Linked DNA regions of Arachis hypogaea: region 2 is linked to region 1. Evidence: chromatin contacts called from public Hi-C data. All regions are on one chromosome and are shown on one strand. The core of a region is the stretch at or near the end of the contact, and the rest is flanking DNA. Distances in the headings are between cores, read along the strand shown.

The links. Hi-C and Micro-C count contacts between places; a contact is called where the count stands out from the background.
Region 2: a contact with region 1 is called in a Hi-C map of leaf, with 2.3 times the contacts expected there. The contact joins the promoter of LOC112771278 here to the promoter of LOC112772325 in region 1. A contact is called at or near these places in 2 of 8 Hi-C or Micro-C datasets (both in leaf).

Annotation. Positions count from the first base shown.
Region 1 is chr18:40,988,277-40,992,537 of arahy.Tifrunner.gnm2.J5K5, reverse strand. It overlaps LOC112772325 (11-oxo-beta-amyrin 30-oxidase), which reads left to right and starts at 2,832. Exons shown (of 5, transcript XM_025817251.2): 1 at 2,832-3,261; 2 at 3,681-3,898. The coding sequence starts at 2,967. LOC140181363 reads right to left here and starts at 374. Exons shown (of 1, transcript XM_072224908.1): 1 at 1-374. The coding sequence starts at 374.
Region 2 is chr18:41,428,097-41,432,727 of arahy.Tifrunner.gnm2.J5K5, reverse strand. LOC112771278 (persulfide dioxygenase ETHE1 homolog, mitochondrial) reads left to right here and starts at 1,490. Exons shown (of 9, transcript XM_025815971.3): 1 at 1,490-2,073; 2 at 2,322-2,450; 3 at 2,528-2,635; 4 at 3,510-3,644; 5 at 3,837-3,878; 6 at 4,015-4,074; 7 at 4,147-4,200. The coding sequence starts at 1,819.

The DNA of each region.
Region 1 (4,261 bases), core at 1,583-4,082:
ATGGAGCCAACTATTCCATTGTCCGTTATGAACTTCATTGTCAGGAACTTGGTGCATATTATAGCTGAGAATTCGTTGATGGATTTTCTCCCCAGGATAATGTTGTAGGTAGTGGAATCTCTTAGGACTACAAAGTCTGTCATAACTGATTTCCTGGCGCCACCGGTTTCCAAGCAAATTGGGAGAGAGATCGTCCCGTCAAGTTTAATATAGTTATTGCCTAGACCCATGACTCCGTGCTGGTGATTATTGAGGTCAGACTCTTTGAGCCCCATGGCGTCGAACACGTTTCTGAATAGAATGTTAGAATCAGCTACCGTGTCGACGAGGATTCGTCTGACTAATCCCGTCCCGACCATTGCAGTAACCACCATGGGGGGTTCTCGGGGAGATCATGAAACCATTTATCTTCCGGGCCGAAGGATATCGTGGGAGCTCTTTTGCTGGTGACGGGGCCTTCTGTCGAGATAGAGAGTACCCGAGTATCCTTTTTTGCTGCCGATTTGGATTTAGGAGGGCTGTTGCGCCCGACCACGATGTTGACCACGAAGGTTGGGGGGTTATTGCCGTCCTCCGTGAGTTCTTGCCTTCTCTTGACAGTTCGGCTGTGATCTTCTTTGGATCGTTATCGTTCTCATCTCCTCGGTTCTCTGATGAGCTGGGAGAATTCACTCAACTTTCCTTCTCTGATGGTCTACTCTAAGGCATCTTTGAGATCGAAGCAGTCTTGGATTTTGTGACCAAATCCCTTGTGATAATCACAGTAAAGACTTTTGTTGCCTCCCGTTATTTCTTTCAATGGTCTAGGTCTGGATAAGATTCCCTTGTTTGCAATTTGTTGGTAAACCTCTACTATGGGCGCCGTAAGTAGCGTGTAGTTCGTGAACCTTCCTACCCGCGGGTGGTTTGGGAGCTGCCGCTTATTGGCTGCTACAACCTAACTCACTTCCTCATCATTGATGTATTCCTTAGCCACGCTTTGGATTTCTTGCATGGACCAGACGGATTTAGTAGTGAGGTGTTTTCTAAAGTCCTCGTTCAGCAGGCTGTTCGTTAGGCAGAGACTAGCGACTGAGTCCGTGAGGCCGTCGATCTCCAAGCACTCATCGTTGAATCTGTCTAGAAACTTCCTGGTCGGCTCTTCGGGTTTTTGGTAACCCCTAATAAGTTGATTGGGTGTTTTTCCTTGGCTATGCGCGTTGTGAACCGATCCAAGAAGCTTTGGGAAATGTTTGCAAAAGCTGTGATGGATCCTTGTGGGAGGGCGTTGAACCATCGGATCGCTGGGCCAGCTAGCATTACAGGGAACGCTCGGCATCTGACAGCGTCGTCTACTCCTTCCAAGTTCATTCTTTCTTCAAAAGTTGTGAGGTGCTCCTGAGGGTCCTTGGTCCCATCGTACCTCATGTCCGTCGGCTTGTCGAAGTTCTTCGGAAGCCGGACCTTGAGGATTGAGGGGTGGAAAGGGGTGGCTCCTATGATGATGGGATCCTGTTGTTTCTTCACCCTCCCTCTTTGGGACTCCCTCTGGCTCTCGGACCTGCCCTGGGTAGGCCGGGAGGTCGCCTGTGTTTGCGCCTCGTCGTGCCTTGTTGGGCTCCTTTCTCGGCTCTCGTGTCTTCGGGAGGGGGAGCGAGTACGGGTGCGAGATCGGCTGTCGTCGCCGTGGGAGTGGCTTCTCGCTGCCAGTTCCCGCTCAAGGTTTTGTACTCAGTGTCTGAGTTCTTGCATGATCTTGGCGCTGTCGGCCCCTGTTCCTCCGAAGGGACGTCTTTCGGGGGTCTTAGTGTAGATTGGTTGGTTTGGCTGAACGGAGGATCTTGGCTGTTCGCCGGCACGAACTGTCGAGCTCGCCCTGTGATAAACCACTATTTTATGGTTTATCTTGTGCTCAATTGAGTGGTTTTTATCAACTATTTACCCACTTATTCATACTATTTGCATGGTTTTACATTTGCCTTCCTAATTATGTGCTTTGATTGAAAACATGCTTCTTTGGCCTTAAGTTCCCTATGATTAATCCTCTCTTATTACCATTAGATGCCTTGATATGTGTGTTAAGTGATTTCAGAGATTACCCTGCTCAGGCGGGCTCCACCTCCTTCTCAGAGTTCCTCCGATGTGGGGGGTCGCTCCATGCCTGCTCCAGGGTCCCACAGACGGCGCCAATGTTCGTTACCTGAAGATCTCAGGTGCTCGATGGGTCGGATGCCGATGAGGGGAGGAGGGGTAGAGACCCTGAGTCGACTTGGGGATAAAAGGGGTGTGAACTGCGAGTTGGGAGCGCCGGAGGTAATGCGACGAAGGGGGGGAGGCCACCTGCAAGGACACTCCGACGATCAAGTTAGAGTCCGTACGAAGTGATGGCCGAATTAGGTAAAAGCGTGACGTACCTTGGGGGGAGAGTTGTCCTCTCCCCTTATATACTGTGCTGGGCGGGTCTAGTGATGACCTAGCCCATTAGTTAAGGAGCTTGTGAGCTGTCCTAATCTACGTGGGAGGGGGCAGGTCATCCCGAACTTCGGGTCGAGACTTCGGACGCTATCCCGAGGATACCAACCCAGAAGATGGCATGGTTCGTACGGGTGGTAGGTCGGGCGTGCCTTAAGTCGGGTATTAGGAGCTGACCCGTTGAACTCCTTTCTATTGAGGAGGTTTGGGCCTGGGTCGGGGGTGGTGCCCCGACCCAACGGCTAATTGGGCTGGACTCGACGGTCCGTAACAATACTTTAACTTATATTTTAAATATTAATAATTAATTAATAACTAAAAATAATAAATTTTAATAATCTTCTAAATTATTTTGTGTGCTGTAGAATTTCATTGTAGCCTTATAAAAGCCACCGAAGTGGCATCGGCAAGTATCATCCAAGTGAACTACATTAATTAATTAATTTCCTTTTTGTTTTCTTTCTTTGTCCTTCACTTTCTGGCTCCCTCTTCCACAACCCCAAAGAAACAGGAACATGATAAGAATATCTTCCCCAACTGCAATATGTTTCATCATAGTGGTTCCTTTGGTTCTTCTATGGGCATGGAAGCTTCTCAATTGGCTATGGCTGAGGCCAAAGAGATTGGAGAAGCTTCTAAGAGCTCAGGGACTTCAAGGCAACAAATACAGGGTTCTTGTCGGGGATTCAATGGAGATGATCAACATGATCAAGGAAGGTGCCAAATCTCAACAACACAACACTCTTTCCAATGATAAAGATGTAGCACCACATGTCTTCTCTTTTATCCATCACACTGTTCAAAAATTTGGTAATCTTATTTATCTTTTATGTTGAAGATTTAATGTTATTTTCCTTTATGTATAGAATTTTAGATTCAAACTTCATTATTCTCAATGTAACAAGGAAAAAAAATGCTATTTTTCTTTTTTGAAAGCAGTTACTTTAGCTATTTATTTAATCCATATATCGAACTAATTTTTTATTTAAATAAAAGAAATATATGATTTTTCAATTCAAACAAAACTGGAAAAAGTTACCTATTTATGTTTCGTGATTGATATTGGTGTATTATGGAGCACAAATATGTAAACCCCCCTCCCCTCTCTTTTTCTAAATTGGATAAATTTGGTAAATCATATATTCAATTTATTTAAATAAAAAAACACCTATTAGGCAGTTGAATGAGTTATATATCACAGATCATCAAACATGTCCATGTATGTGTAGGTAAGAATTCTTTTGTCTGGGAAGGTACAACACCAAAGGTCATAATCACAAATCCTGATCAAATCAAAGAAGTCTTTAACAAGATCAATGATTTTGAGAAACCCACGTTGAACCCTCTTGTCAAGTTATTGGGCAACGGACTCGCAAACTATGACAGTGAGAAATGGCAAAAACATCGAAAGATTATCAACCCGGCTTTCCATTTTGAAAAATTAAAGGTAATATATATTTTTTTAAGAAGGATGATTTATACTCTATTCAGTGACGGACCCAGAAAATTTTAAGAGTGAGGGCAAATATATATATATATATATAAATTTTGTTAAATATTATTAATTATATGAAGATATAAAAATTAAAAAGAATTAGCGAACACTTTTATTCTTAAAATACTATTTATTATATATAATTTATAAAAATATTTTTTTATTTCTAAAATTTAAAATTAAAATATTTTAATTAAATTATAGATAACTTATTATCCTAACTAATCTTTTTATACACATTTAATAATAAAAGATTGAATTAACTGACATATTAGCGCATAATAATACATTAGTATTTATAATTTGAAATTAGAA
Region 2 (4,631 bases), core at 241-2,740, 440 kb before region 1:
TAAAGAAAATTGAGAATTCAACTAGGATTCATAGACTAAAATAGCAAACTAAAGGAAGTAACAATAAATTTTAAGAAACTAGAGTAGCAAAATAAGAAATTATAAACAAAGAACTATAATTAAACAAACTAAAACCTAAAAATAAGAGATAAATTCATAAAAAAAAATTAAATTCTAGATAGAAAAGCTCTTTAGAATTCAAGGTCCAAACCCTAAAAAAAAAAGAAAAAAAATAAATATATGTATTGTAGTGTAGTTTCCTTCTCCAAAATTTGGCTTCAAAATATCATCTCGCAACTGTTGGGAGTCTTGGGAAGCCCAAATCATAAATACACATGCTTCAATAATCAAGACATGTGATCCAACCTCGCATACGTGAGAAAAGCTCGCGCATGCGAAATTTTTGTTCATGTGAGGAAATGTCGTTTGCGCGAGCTGCCAGACAGCTTCTTTTTCAAACTGCTTCCTGTAACAACCTAATTTTCAGTATGACATGCTCATACCGAAACATTGAGTGTTACCAACTTGAAGTTACATTAACACTGTTATTAATAATATCAAGCTTGTAATCGGGTTAACGGAACTCGATTTTTATGAAAACCTTCCTCGAAAATTGCAAATGAGCATAAACGCGAGATTACGCAAACCAAAAATTTAAATATGTTGTGACACTCTACCACATAGAATTTTACGTTTAAAAGAGAAGATAGGTTTAAGCATAGAATTTTCGTCACTCTCACAAAACGATAATGGTAGAAAGCGTAGATTACAGAAACAGGAGAAACAATAGAAGGTAGAATTCCAGAGGTGATAGGAATATTTGGATGATAATTGTTATGAAAATTTGGAATATGAGAAAAGAGAGAGGAAATAGAAGTGAATTTGAAGATAAATGGTGGGATAATTTGAAAATTTTATTAAAAAGTCATACAAAATTAGAGTTTAGATACCTTTGTCGTTTGAAATCCATGGTTGAGGGGAGAAAGTTTAGGGGTCTAACATTTTTATTAAAATTTGACCAGTATTTAAACTAGTAAAAGAAAAATGAGTAATTTCACACCATTGGATGAAATCTCACACCATTAAAAACACAAATAATAGCTAATTAATGGTTACAAATCACAAAATTTGCTCTCTAACACTCCTCGTTGATAGGTATAACATTAATTTTTTTTTAGTAGATACTTTTGTCAGCATTAATAAATTTCATAAATACAACATTATTTTTTTTAATTCTAGGAGTTCCTAAAAGAGTACCATAAATAACCAATTTGGGTTGGTCAAGTGGTCAGCTCACTCGTCCGCTTAAGCAAGTGTCGGGGGTTCAAATCCCGCCTTGTGCATGCAGCAACCCATTGGCAGCGGCAGACCCCTAATTGGAACTCCGATTTGCGACAGATTAGTTCTTGACCTGTGGGGTTGAAGGATTGAGCAACAAAAAAAAAAAAGAGTACCATAAATTGCTTGCACAGACGGAGTGGTCCACTGTATCTGCCACCCAGAAACAAAATACAAAAGCAATACTAAATAGTGACAAACCTTCGTCGTCCTTCGCCAATTCCTTACACTCCCATTTGCGACCTTTCCTATGCCCAATTTGATCGAAATTAGAATCCATCGTCCCCAATAATTCCTTTATTATTTTCTTATTATTAAATTATTAATTTTATTTTTATCATTCACAACGCCAACAACTACTTTAGCATTATCAATTTATCATCATCCAACAACAATATCATCATATTCATTCTCCATTGTTTCCTCTCTCTCTCTCCTCGTCATTCGTCAACACTTGCCAACTATTTAAGTTACCCAAAGATGCTTCGTTTTCATCATATCGTTAGAGTTTCTCTATTTGCATCCAAAGCTTCAACCTTTCCTCTTACCTCTCTTTCTCTTTCAACATCAATTCCCAAAAGAACTACCTTCGCACTTCGATCACAAATGACTTCTTTCTCTTCTTCTTCTTCCTCTTCCTCCTCAAAGCTCTTGTTTCGCCAGCTTTTCGAGAAGGAATCGTCTACATACACGTACCTTCTTGCTGATGCATCACACCCCGATAAACCAGCGCTTGTAAGTTTCCAACTTTTTGTTTTCTTTTTCTTTCTTTTTTTTACTGCTGGAATTGTCTGAGAGATTCTATGAAGGTCAAGCTTTTCAAGAAAAAAGTGGGGTCTCCTTATTCTGAATAAAAATTTGATTTTGAAAGTGGGGTCTCTTTCGATATGCGTGCCAAGTGTTTGAGGGATTGCATAATGGTTTATTCTGTTATGTTGAATTGATCAATGATGAATTCTTTTTTTTTTTTAAAACAAATTTAGTTGATAGACCCTGTAGATAGAACAGTGGATAGAGACTTATCCCTTATTCAAGAGCTGGGATTGAAGCTTGTGTATGCCATGAACACTCATGTACATGCTGATCATGTCACTGGGACTGGCCTTATCAAGGTGGGCAGCTGTTGAATTATTGTTATGTTCATTTAATTTGTTTTATATGTGTTTTGTTGTGTACTTATTTTGAATAGAGCAAAGTTCCGGGTGTAAAATCTATTATTTCGAAAGCAAGTGGTGCAACGGCTGATCTTTTTGTGGAACCAGGTGATAAAGTCCATTTTGGTGATCTTTTTTTGGAGGTGAGTCCATAGTGACCTTGATTCTCTTTTTCTACCTTTGTATTGCATACTCTCTGCTGGATTATCTCTAAGGGAATACTTTTAATTATAATTAATCATAAAAAGTAGCAAGTTATGTGATGCAATGAGCTGCATACTTGTTCCTGGACCAGGATTTCAGTAACTATGGGTAAGGCTGCAGCTGCAGGGCTAGTTTGATGTTGCAGCTATTTTGTTCTGCAATGCCCAGTATTTAGAGTGCTATAAATTGAGTTTTGTGTCTCGGGTTTCCTAATGACACGAATTATCAATAATACATTACATTTCATTAGGTTTGAGATTGCTTTTGTAGTCTTTGATAAATTTGAAAATTGGATCCATAAAATATTTGGAAGTGTTAAATAGAATTAGATGCGGCCTCTAGTTATTAAAACAACATCAGTTAAAATACGGCTACTTAAGAACTAGTTAGGCGTATAGATAAATGATAGATATGTCATTAGACATTAGTTGCAGGTCTTTTTTTTAAAAGACATGAGTTGCAGCTTAATCATATATACTAAATTATGATCGCTTTGAAAAGATGGCATTTAAGGCTGAAAACTTTGTTGAGAAACAAAGGAGGCCAATCCATAATGACTCAATGTTATTTTTATCAAGGATGAAATGAAGAATTCTCTTACTAGTTTTGCCTCCTTGTACACTTGGGATAAAAAAAGAGGTCAAGCCATAACTCACTTTTCTTTTGTTGACTGTCGCCTATTCTTTTCCTTTTCATTTTTTTGGTCAAGTGGATTTATTTTTCTTCTTTTGCAAGGGTGTTGATATCGTACTTGTCTTATGATTTATTGTATGAGCTACTCTGTAATACATTTTATGGCATTGCTCTCTGTAGGTTCGAGCTACTCCTGGTCATACCTTGGGTTGCGTTACCTATGTTACAGGAGATGCTTCTGATCAACCTCAACCTAGGATGGCATTCACTGGAGATGCCCTATTAATACGTGGATGTGGAAGGACTGACTTTCAGGTATATAATACTGTATTTCCATTTCCTTTTGTTTCTGCTTCTCAAAGGCCTTCAGAGTTATATGAACGAAGAACAATGGATAAGTTTGCATTTTCCTATAGACTGATACAGGGCTGGTGATTCTTACCATATTATCTTGAAGCAATGAACTATATGTAGTCAATTGTATCTGATTCTGTAATTGTTATGCAGGGTGGGAGTTCGGAGCAGCTTTACAAATCAGTATATTCACAGGCATGACTTTAAGATGATTATGCATTATGTTAAGCATAAACTCAGACAAGTAGACCAAGAACTAAGAGAGATAATATATTTCTTGTTCCAAAAGTTCGGTATAATTATGACTCACTCGCATATTTTTTGGGAACAGATTTTTACACTGCCCAAGGATACATTTATCTACCCAGCTCATGACTACAAAGGATTCAGTGTATGGAAAGTTTTTAGGTTTTTGCTTGCCAAACCTATTATTAGAGAGTTGCTTACAAGTTACTGATTTCAGGTAAGCACTGTTGGAGAGGAGATGCAGTACAATCCACGGCTAACAAAGGATGAGGTAATGCTTGAAAATGTTCATATTTTATAATCTCAATCCACTAACCGAACATATAGTTGTGAAATGTGTGAAGACACTCTTTTAGAGACTCTAATAAGAGATTTACATGTGATTGTGATTTGAGCAAAAGAGAGATCCTCGAAGCATGGAATATGGAAAGTAAGAATCACCATTGGATTATAAATTTAAATCATGTGCGGGTCAGTGAGTCCCAATACCCTGATTCAAGGGTAATTGGAACTTCACTTTCTAACTTTACCAACCTCCTCATTTTAGAGGGTCGGATCTACTATTTGAATGCTTTGACTGACATCCAATTTACAGCAAAGCTAATATTCTGTGATAAATAACTTTTGTCCGGGAAGCTGAGCTCTTGAAAATGTAATCGAGGATTCTTTGAAACATGGTCTATATTCATGAACAAGTTGTTT